2 separate regions of the Mus musculus genome follow, and region 2 is linked to region 1. A link is a contact called in public HiChIP or PLAC-seq data. All regions are on one chromosome and are shown on one strand. Each heading gives the region's core, a stretch centred on a gene start, on an enhancer-like site or on the middle of the called end of the contact. The rest is flanking DNA. Distances are from core to core; before and after follow the strand shown.

What was found. HiChIP or PLAC-seq counts read pairs in DNA pulled down with a chosen protein or histone mark.
Region 2: a FOXA1 HiChIP or PLAC-seq map of pancreatic cancer cells shows a contact between it and region 1. The contact joins the promoter of Tcf12 here to the enhancer-like site in region 1. A contact is called at or near these places in 2 of 39 promoter capture datasets (both in liver) and 3 of 115 datasets of contacts at active chromatin or transcription factors (embryonic stem cells, fetal liver and pancreatic cancer cells).

The regions. Positions count from the first base shown.
Region 1 is chr9:71,569,540-71,574,718 of GRCm38.p6, forward strand. All of the region lies in intron 2 of Myzap (myocardial zonula adherens protein), which reads right to left. Among named protein-coding and RNA genes, the nearest start is that of Myzap, 20 kb to the right of the region's middle. Within about 2 kb of position 1,727, at least 81 of the 459 cell types and tissues checked have an H3K27ac peak or open chromatin away from gene starts, as enhancers often do. A contact at or near this core is called in pancreatic cancer cells, where this site is marked.
Region 2 is chr9:72,108,441-72,114,178 of GRCm38.p6, forward strand. Tcf12 (transcription factor 12) reads right to left here and starts at 3,379. Exons shown (of 21, transcript NM_011544.3): 1 at 3,136-3,379; 2 at 2,298-2,394; 3 at 1,236-1,308. The coding sequence starts at 2,372.

The DNA of each region.
Region 1 (5,179 bases), core at 477-2,976:
GGAAGGAAAAAAATCGGCTCCTGCAGCGTGTCCTCTGACCACTACACATTCGTCGTCATCACACAGAGAGAGGGAGAGAAAGACGACGGAGACAGAGACACAAAGAGAATGTGTGGATGGAAAATAGATGTAGAAAACAAAGCATCTAACATATGTTTGAGGCTGGAGAGATGGCTCAGTGGTTAAGAGCACACAATACTGTTAGAGGAGCGGGGTTAAGTTCTCAGTACTCACCCACATGGGGCAGCTCATTACCACCTGTATCTCAGCTCTAGGGAACTGGATGCTCCAAAAGTACCAGTATCCATCCATGTACACACACACATACACACACACACATACACACACCACACACACATATACACACACACATACACACACCACACACACACACACATACACACACATACACACACACACACAAATACACACATATACACCACACACACACACACACACACACACACACACACACATACACACACATACATACACCACACACACACACACACACACACAAACATACCTTAAAAATAAGTCAAATCTTTTTTAAAAAGAATATGTATATGCCAGACCTATTACTAATGTTAGGAACCCATTATGAATATGACCTATTATGAATGTTATGAAAATATTATGAATATGAAATGAACAATGCCAGGCAAAGCTCCTTGAAAACTAAGTCCCTGTAAGTGTTGAGATGAAAAGACGGTCTCTGTCACAGTAGGGAACCGAGACAACTCACAAAATTCTCTAAACACCACATAAAACAGATCAGGATTAAAACAGGTGCAAACAGCCATACACAGGAAGAGGTCATGTGACCCGTGACTTCTTAGGAGCACTCCCAGCTCAGAACTTACCTCAGACTCTGGCTGCAGCTGTTCCCTGGGTTGGAAAAGGGGGAGAAGCCACAAAAAAGTAACCCAGCCCCAAATTCTATAAAACGGCCTGAGGAATTCACTGGCCGTTGAATTAGTTAGGCTAGTGATGGGGGGGTGGGGGGGTGGGGGGGCGGGGCGGACTAGGTTTTTCACCTCTTAAATTGGAGGATGTGATCTGACAGTATAACAAACTCCACAAAGGCAGGGAGTGTGCCTAGTAGTTCCACAGCTGCGTCTCAATACCCAGCATAGGCAGACATTCAATAAACTTGGAGAGGATGGCATGTGTGTACATACATGTGTTCATATGTTGGCAGGCACACATGTGGGTGCAGGTCAGTATGTGTGTGTATACACATATATATATATACACACATACACACACATATATGTTATATATATAGACTGTTATATATGTTAAATATATGTTATATATACATATGCATATATATATATATATATATAGTGTGTGTGTGTGTGTGTGTGTGTGTATGAGCATATGCACATGTCGAGGCCCGAGAGGTCAACCTCAGGTGTCAATCTCAAGAATAACATAGTCCCTCCTTCGAGACACTGCTCTGACATTATTTTACATAAGTGTATCGATGTGAATAGAGTTCCACAGTTGGGGAGTGGAGGAAGGGGTGAATACTCTTGTGTTGTAGAAGAGGAACCTGGGTGCCTTCAATAGGGCTTGAGATAGGCCCTGCAGAGGTTAGTGAAGGATCCAGGACCAGCACCTCAGGCCTGTTTGTTGTGAGGCAGACACAGCCCCTGCACACTATCACAGAGGCAGCCCAGCCCCAGCTGCAGCCGTGAATCATGGCAGTTCACCCACTCACCTGGCAACAGCCAGGATGTTGTATAAACAGGCTCTCTGAGGGCAAGAACCAGCAGGCTTGCTCATCCAGGCTTTTAAAGGAAAGGGGCTATAAAATCTGCTGGCGAGGGTTTCCTCCTCTGACACACAACCGCTCCAGAAGCCCTGGACTCTGCACCCACACGCACAGCTACTCTCCCTCGCTTAGCTCCTCAAAGTCTCAAAACAGACTAAAGTAACATGATATCCTTCCTGTGTGTTAGTAGCTTCTCATAGCACTGCCTCTTCTAGCTAGTCTCTTAATACGCACAAGATTTGCTCATGGTGATTGCAGAACCAGCTCCAACCAGCTCTGACCAGCTCCAAGACTACGCAGCTACATTCTGATTCAACATGATAGATCTGTCATAGCTAGTATTGGTTCTCTCTCTCTCTCTGTGTGTGTGTATGTGTGTTCACTAGATTTGGGCAGAAATATGGATACAGACCTTCAGAGAATTACAGAGTTCTTTGAAAATGTCAGATGCCAGTATTTAACTTCAAAATGATCTACTACCAATTTTGTTCCTAAGGTTTAGCCATATTTAAAAGCATCCCACATTGATCAATTCCTTTGAATGAAATCTGTGATCAAATAAAATCTGTGATCATCCCTTCTTCCACATTATTATGTTCAGTATACAAATAAAAAGCCGGAGTCTGTGGCACACACCTGTAATCCCAGCCCTCGGGAGGTAGGGGCAAGGGGACCAGGAGTTCAAAGCCAGCCTCAGCGACATGAAAGAAACAAAAAGACAAGCAAACAAACAAAAAGTCAAAAGACAACAAAAAGCTAATCCATCTGAATTGCTTGCACAATTTTAAAAACGTGGGTTGAACTGTGTCACTTCCCAATAAAAAATATGTTGGGGTCTTAACTGCTAGTAACTTAAAATCTGACCTTACCTAGAGATGGGATCAACTTAAAAGGGGGTTGTTAAAGTGAGCTCGACTCCATTATCAGCAGGGTCCTTACAAAAAGGAGGGAATTTGGCCAGACAAGGATGTGCTCACAGGAAGAGCTCCGTCTGTGAAGACAGCAATCACACAGCCATGAGACAAGGACTGACCAGAGCCACCAGACTCTGGATGAGTTTAAAGAAGGGCTCTGCCTCAGAGCCTCCACAGGGAATGTGGGCCTGCCTCCATTCTAGGCTTCTAGTCCTCAGAACTAGGCAACAACAAAAATTCTATTGTTTAGCCCATGTAGTCTACAGTGTTATAGAAACTTCTGAAATTAACCTGAAGTCATTGTAGTCACCAAAAACCTACTGTGTGTAGAGAGCAAGGCTCTACAGGGGCAGAATAGCTAACGCCTTCTTGCTCTGTGTGTTTCTATGCTAACTCAATGTCATTTTCACATCCAAATATTTACAGAAACATCTATCCATTCCTATGGCATTTCTTTGCTAAGAACGCTACAGTTAAAACAAGAAGGGTGGGGGATTGGAGAACCTGCAGCTTAGGGAGGCCTGGTTATGGCAGCACAGGACAGACAGAGAAGGTCTCAATGGAGAAGCGAGCCATTTGTTGAGCCTGGAGGGACAGGATGTCTGGGTAAGTACAGACAGCTAAGAAGACACTGCAAGCATGAGAATGAACCTCAGCAGGGGTCCTGAGGAGGGAGGATATGCCAGGTACACAGGAGATCAAGAGGGCTCAATGGGCTGGGTTTAGGTGGATGAAGCCCATGAGGGTAAGCTGGCAGGGCCCAACCAGTGATGTCACATGGGAGCAGAATTAGAATGGATTCATGGTCTCCAGAGAGATAGTATCACCATCTTTCACCTTCTATCCTCATAGATCAGGTCATGCCTTCCTAGAACACCTCTCACTATGGCAACTCATTTACTACTTGTTATTTATTTAGGGTTTTTTGAGACAGGTTTTTCTGTGTAGCCCTGGCTATCTTAGAACTCACTCTGTAGAGCAGGTAGGCTTGGAACTCACAGAGATCCACCTGCCTCTGCCTCCCAAGTGCTGGGATTAAAGGCATGCGCCTGGCTTACTTTATTTTCAAAAGTGTTCATGTTCATATATTGTGGAGGCACACACATATGTGTCCAGAGACCAGAGAATGACCTTATGTGTCACCCTCAAGAACATTGTCCTACTATCTTTGAGAAAAGTTTTCTTTTTGACCTGGAGCTTGCCAATGAGGATGGACTGGCTGGCCATCAAACTCCAGGGACCCACCTGTCTCCGCCTCCCCAGCACCGTGACTACAAGTCTCTATGTCCACGCACATCACTTTTACTTAAGTGCTAAGGTTGATCTGCTCTAGGGTTAGGGAGCCTCTCCAATACATCCCATCGTCCCACAACTCCAGGAAAAGCACTGACTATTGATTGAATTTGCCTTGAGCATCTTCCCAACACACTCCCATTCGACAGGGCAAAATGTGCCCTCTTCAATTCTTCTGAGCTGTGAAGAATTCCTCTCTATGATGAACCGAGAACAGACAGGAGAATAGCCAGCAGGCAGTGGGTCTATGTCCGACCAGCTGCCCACTGGCATCTGCTGTGCCAGTGTCAGTGACTAAGGCCCTGCTGTCTTCAGGTAGCTGCAGCTCTAATGGCCGGAAATCCTCTGGGAAGTTTCATGTCACCAGAAGTCAGTCAAGCCATTTGATATCTTCAGACTTCCGTGTCCTATCCAGCCCCAATCCCTGGCTTGGCAGGAACCAAAGTCATTGAGCTGGGAAGATCATCCAGAACGGTTGGCACCTTGCAATTCTGTGGCTCCCAGGGAAGGGCAGACACATTGCAACCCCATCAGAAGTAGCTCCTCCAGGGAACCCTGGTTGGTATGTGAACCCTGCTCCCAGTGACTCAAGCCCAGGAATCCAGCCAGGACACGGTGTCAGACACTATCTTCCCTGCTGCCACTAGAACCTTTGGGTGCTGCCACCACCCAAGTCCTGGGGAAACAACCAGCCTCACCCTCCTCTCTATCCCAGTTCCTTTGCAGTGAGTCAACAGATTGTTACAGACACCTAGGACCTCATCACACCAGAGCCCAGTGCAGGACCAGGACGCATCAAGGTGCACAGCTCCTGTGCTCCTGTGAGCCTGGTTGTTGCTAAGTGTGTGTGTGTGTGTGTGTGTGTGTGTGTGTGTGTGTGTAATGTTGAGTTTTTAAAAAATCATTATTCTTAGCACCCCCCTTTGTCAACTGACAAATTGCTCCTAACAGTAACATTTGTGAAGGCTGGGGCTCTTCTAATCTTCTCAGTGATGTCACAGAAGAGTAGCCACTTTGAGGGAAATGTGAGGAAGTAGCTCTTAGGAAAAAAGGTAAATAAACCCCAAAGCCTGCACTTGGACTTGGAGTGGGTGATAAAACTCAGCCCCAAATAGACTTATGCCATCTTTCTGATTACTAAAGCAGTTAGAAATTACACCACTGAAGGAGTGTGTGCCCTTTTCCTAGTCCA
Region 2 (5,738 bases), core at 2,129-4,628, 540 kb after region 1:
ACCTCTTTCCTAAAAAGCAGAAATGTTCCAGTGATTACCAGCAAAAGGAGAGATGGTGGAAGAGCTGGACTCTGGCGAGTATTTCCTCAAGAACACTACAACTAGCCTTTAGGTTACATGCAATCAAATTGCTTTTATTTTCCTCTTTGATTTGTTAAATGACATGCTTCAGTGTCATAGTTAAAAATGGAGTTCAGCTAAACTGATGTGTGATTTTCAACAGAAACATTTTTCTAAACATGAAGTAGAAGTAGAATAAAATGTTAAGCCAGTTATAAAATTAAGCTAATTTCCAGGCTTTCTGCTCTCACAGCCCTCTGGAAAGCAGCTATGATTTTGCTAGGGTAAACGAGAAGCACTGCTCTAGTGAGCAGTGACTGAGCGGCTCCTGCCCAGACACACTACAGCCAGTTTTCTCAGGACCATGCTCTCAATGCTCTTCTCCCCATCTCTTGGACACTGAAGAATAAGTTGAAATGAAACAAATTAAACTTCTGTATCCCTGCTCTGGAATACTTACTTTTAAATTGTAAGTTTTTTTTTTTAAAGTGGGACACTATTTAGTAATATGACATAGTTTACCAAAAGCAAGCAAATTTAACATTAATAATATTGCTTAGGAATCTAACTTTAAAAAATATCCTAATATAATTTGATTACAGGACAAAAATTTGGCCCTATGTCATTTAAAATAAGACCTTATTTTAATATAGAATTATCATTTTAAATTAATATCCACAAAATTACTTATTTCCTACAGTGTAAAACCCATTTTTTAAAATAAATACAACTTATTAATTATTGTTTGACTCAATTCTACTTTTTATGCACATAGATTAAACAATACTTTTATCCATTTTAGAGCCTAGGATTTAATAACACTAATGATCTGAAGATATATTAAATGTCTGCATATATAAAAGGAACACCCGTGAACCACAAAGCTTTCTTCAAGCACTTTTCTAAATACAGTCATGACACAATCCATCATGCTCAAGACAATTTTCAATCTTAACATTCACAAAAAGAGCAACTTTAAGTCCATGCTAAAATTCTTTAAAACATCCAAGCAATCTTCAGAACAACTCTCCAAGTTTGAGGCGCTAGTAGTTTATAATTGTAACCGGACAGTGTAAAAAAATGGTGTGGCAGGCACTAAAATGCTTTATAGACTTTTCTACTAAAATATGTCAGTGCTCTGAAATAGAAATTTCTGATTTTCAACATCGTCTTACCTGACCCGCTGAACTGACTACTTCCCAGTGTTGTTGGTCTCGTTTTCCCACTATTAACAGGTGGAGAAAACATCTGCAAAATAACCCAAATGTACCTATTAATCTTAAAATTCTTCTATATTCCTTGCAAAGAAAAGTTCACCAAGTGTCATCAATTAGGTTCCTAATTTTCATAGAGAATTTGAAATAAAAATGGAAGACCCATTCAGACCAAGGCTGGCAATAACAAGTGATATTATTTACTAATATTGCTTGAGAGAACCGGTGACATTTGCTATGAAAACCCAGCCACAGGCAAGATTACAAGATAATTAAGTTTAAACAGTAAATTTTTACCCATGATCTTCACTTTGGCCCTAAGTGATTCTCATTACATTAACATTACTTAATAAGCACTTGCAATCAGAATCATGTCCGATGAAATTACCACATACAGGAAAGATAATAACAGTTCTAATACAGCAGGTATTGGCCCTGCCTTCTAGGAGCAGTTAACGTTGAAATTCAATCCATTAGTAAGAAATAAGGGCAATGGGCTCTATAGCTTCACCTTTTATTTTTAAATCATTTTCCATATTACATATGCAGACGGCATATGTATACTTAAAGCAGTCAGCTCACAAGGCTGGGAATTCTAGCGCTGGGGTTGGCTTTTTTGAAGCTGGCATCTCTCAGGTACCACAGGCTAAATGAAGTCGTGGGGAGGGAAATGCTGAGAAGTCTTCAGGAAAAAAAATATTTTTTTTCTTTCATATAAAGTCTAAAATCTCTAATAATTATCAGAAGGGAGTGACTCAACCAGAGCTCATGATTACATTGTTCTTCTTTTAACTAGTTAAATCAAATGACCCCTCTGGCATTAAAGTTTGAAATCTGCAAGTCTAGACATTACATCAAAGTTCAGGTGTCCAACTTGGGGGAGCTGGACTCCAGCCCTGAGAACTAGCGCTGAAAAGCAGATGGAGTTGCCCGCTGCCATGTCGCTTTCCCCCCTTTTCTCTCTTGCTCCCGATCTCGGGAAACCTCAGCAGAACCCCAAGATGCGGAGGAAAGCTCTCATACCGCACTGAAGTCCAGCAGGTCGCTCAGCTCCTTGTCGGTCCCTATCGCGGCCATGCGCTGCTGCTGGGGATTCATCTTCAGCCACTTCTAGCAGGTCCTAAGGCAGAGAAGACAGGCTGAGCCGCGGACACCCGGACGCTCGACGTGAGAAGGAGAGAGAGGGAGAGAGAGAGAGAGAGAGAGAGAGAGAGAGAGAGAGAGAGAGAGAGAGAGAGAGAGAGAGAGGCAGCGCTCGGGGTGGGGGGCGCCGAGCGACACGCCAGATCCCCACGCATACCCGAAGGACAGTGACGGAAGCCGCTCCGACACGGGAGCCCACGCGTGGCTCCGTGGCTCCCGCAAGTTTCCAAGGTGGCTCGGCTTCGGGGTGCCCCCGGGGAGGAGTACGGAGCGAGCCCGCGCCCAGCGAGGGAGCGAGAAAGCGGCGGCGACCCGGAGACCAAGTGACTCACTCGCTCAGCAACAATAGAGCTGACAAGTTGCGGGGAGCGCGCCGCTCGCAGGCCCGCGTCTGCGGCCCGGACGTCCCCAGCGGGGGTCCCCGGCTTGGTTGAGAGCGCCCCACGCGCGTCCGCGCCCCGCAAACTCCCGCCCGGCCTCCACCTCCCACTTGGGCCGCCCTGCCCCGGACTCGCGGAACAATGAGGCGGGCTCGGCGGCTCCCCGGCCCCGAGCGCCGAGCCCCGAGCGCCGCGCAGGCCGAGCGCCGCTGCCCGGGCCTGGACCCCGCAGCTCGCGCCTCCGCCCCGCCGCGCGCCGCAACTTGGACGCGGCCCCGGGCTCCGCGCCGTACAAAGGGACCTGAGTTCCGCACGTCCCGCCCGCCGCCCGCGGTTACCTGCCGCCCGGGCTCCGCATCCAACCTTCCCGATTAAAGTTCACTTTGGCCGGGAGCGCGGGCTCAGGCTTTCCCCCTCCCCACGCGCCGCCGGCGGCTGCGTTGCCTCGGGCCCCCGCGAGTGCTTGAGTCGGCGCGACTCGGGCGGCTCTCGGGCTTAGCCGCCCGTGGCTCCCCGGGCGGGCTGGCTGTCCCCCCGATAGAACTTGTGGGTCTCCTCAGGCGGACATTTTTTTTTTTTTCCGCTGAGGCGGCCTCAGCACCGAGCTCCGCTCGCCTCCGGATCCCTCCGCGCCTCAAGCGCGTCGGCTTAACCCCTCGCTGCCCGGCGCGCTCCCGCCTCCCGCGCCGAGGAAGTGGGACCGCGGAGGGGGCGGGGAGGCACGGGGCGGGGCGGAGCGGCGGACGGACAAAGCCCACGGCGGGCGGCGGCCGTCTCCTCAAGCTCACTGCGCCCCGAAGTGCCGCGACGGGGACGCAGCTGGGCAGCATCTGGATCTGCCACCCGCAGCCATTCCGGAGCTCAGCCACGCCGGACGCGGGAGGCGAGGCCGGCTGTGGAGCCGCAGCTGTGGTGGGCGGACTCTGTGGGAAAAGCGCAAAGCCCCTCACGCCGCGCTCATCAGCTTGCTCACCTGAGCGTGCCGTCCCACCTGAGCCCCGCGCTGCAACACCAAGTTCTGGGAAAGGATTGCGCCTGGCCTTTGCTGTAACCAGAGAGACAGCCCCAGGAAGTTAAGTCTTGATGAGCAAGTTCCGAACTTGGCCTGAAGAAGCCCCAAAGAAAAAGGGGAAAAATTCGGCCTTGGAAGTTAAGGTTTACTTGAGGGGAAGCTAAGGTGATTGTGTTGAGGTCTGCGAGCACAGAGAAGACCAGCCAGGCCCAAGCAGAAGAAACACTCGAGACAAGCATCCAAAGAAACGAATTGAAGACAGTGGCCAACTCTTGAGTATCCTGACTGTAAGAAGGAGCCGTTGGCCTCAGAAGTTCATATAAAGAAGATAGTTAAATGTGCCATTGCTGTACTTACTGCAACCAGAGCTGTCCAACCAGAGAAGCAAATTAAGGTTTATATGTGGGACCTCCGTATAGACCATTCCAGAACTAATGGTAGCCTACTCACCCCCAAAGCCAGTCCCACTTAGGTACATACATGCTTTGGCAACTTGTGGAGTGTGTCTCCATCCTAAACAAAGTAGCATGATTTCACCTAAAAAATGATAACGATCCCGTTTCCAACTAAGACTAGCGGATGGTTAACCCACATACAAATAGGCAATTTGCTGAAGTCTTTGAGAACATTTTTGCAAATGCTATAAAAAAAAAAAATGAATGTCATCTTCCAAACTCAAGATCTAGCCAGAGTAAATCAAACAGACAAGAAGAAAGTCTTCGCAAGGAGAGATCTGATCTTTGATGATGTTTCCAATATAAATCAAACAGTTCTGAGCCAAGTCTAGCATCATTGATTAAATGAACAGGGTTTGGTTATCCGTAATTTGGTGTATACAAAAGTGAGGCAAAAAGCAGTCACAGAACAACCAGGAAATTTGATTAGGTAACTGGTAAAGCCATATTTCTGTGGTACAATCTCTAGGGAAGATGCTGAGGTTTGGTCTTCTGCTATGCATTGTAATACTAACTACTGGCCTGGTTGCCCCCAGGGATGAGAGAATCTGCACTTAGGTAACCTTGTCCCCAAGTTATCCCTGATTGGTGAATAAAGATACCCACTGCCTATGAGCAGAAGAGAGATAGGCAGAGTTTTGGTTCTTGGGCTTGGGGTTCCCAGTCAGGAACCAGGAGGAGAGGGTAGTAGGTAGAGAGAAGAGAGCACACCATGGGGTAGGTGAATCATGAAAACATGGCCATGAGAGCTGGCCACTTGGAGTTAAGGACAGCCAGATGAAATGTGGCAAGTTACAACTCGGGGTTATTGATAGGGAAGTAGACATAATAGCTTAGAAGGTAGATATCTGACCAGATCTAGTACATTAAAGGGTCATTATAAATATAAAAGTTGTGTGTCTTTTGTCTGAGAATTGAATGATCAAAAGCAGAGTAGAAACCCCTGATTGAGATAAATAATTACTACAAGAAGAAGGGGTGGCATGAAACCATGCGAGATGTATGCTGTTTCCAAGGCAAAGGAGAGGCAGCTTATACTGCTCACACAGCTATTTTAGAGGACATCAGAGGATTCACTTTGAAAGTCTGACTGGGGAAGGTTTTCATATCTATTGTGGAAAATTCAATTTTATTTTGTGTGTTGTTTTGTCATTAGATTGTGAGTTCCTTGTGGGTTGGTACTGATAAGCACCTAGCATTGTATCCAGGATACTAGACTTGATGGTAACCTGAATTTATTTCTTCTGTTTTAAGCTATATCAAGTCATTCTATTATAGTTACTTAATATGTAAATATATTTCTGTACATGTGGCTTTATTTAAAAGAGAGCTAGAATTTTGAAATTAGAGGATGAAATTTTTTATACTTTCAAATGGTATCTGTGTGTTTCTAAATAAAGAAATAATATTCCCATCAATAATGGGCCAAATCTATTCCTGAAAAATATGGAAGACTCAATATTGAAAGTGGAGC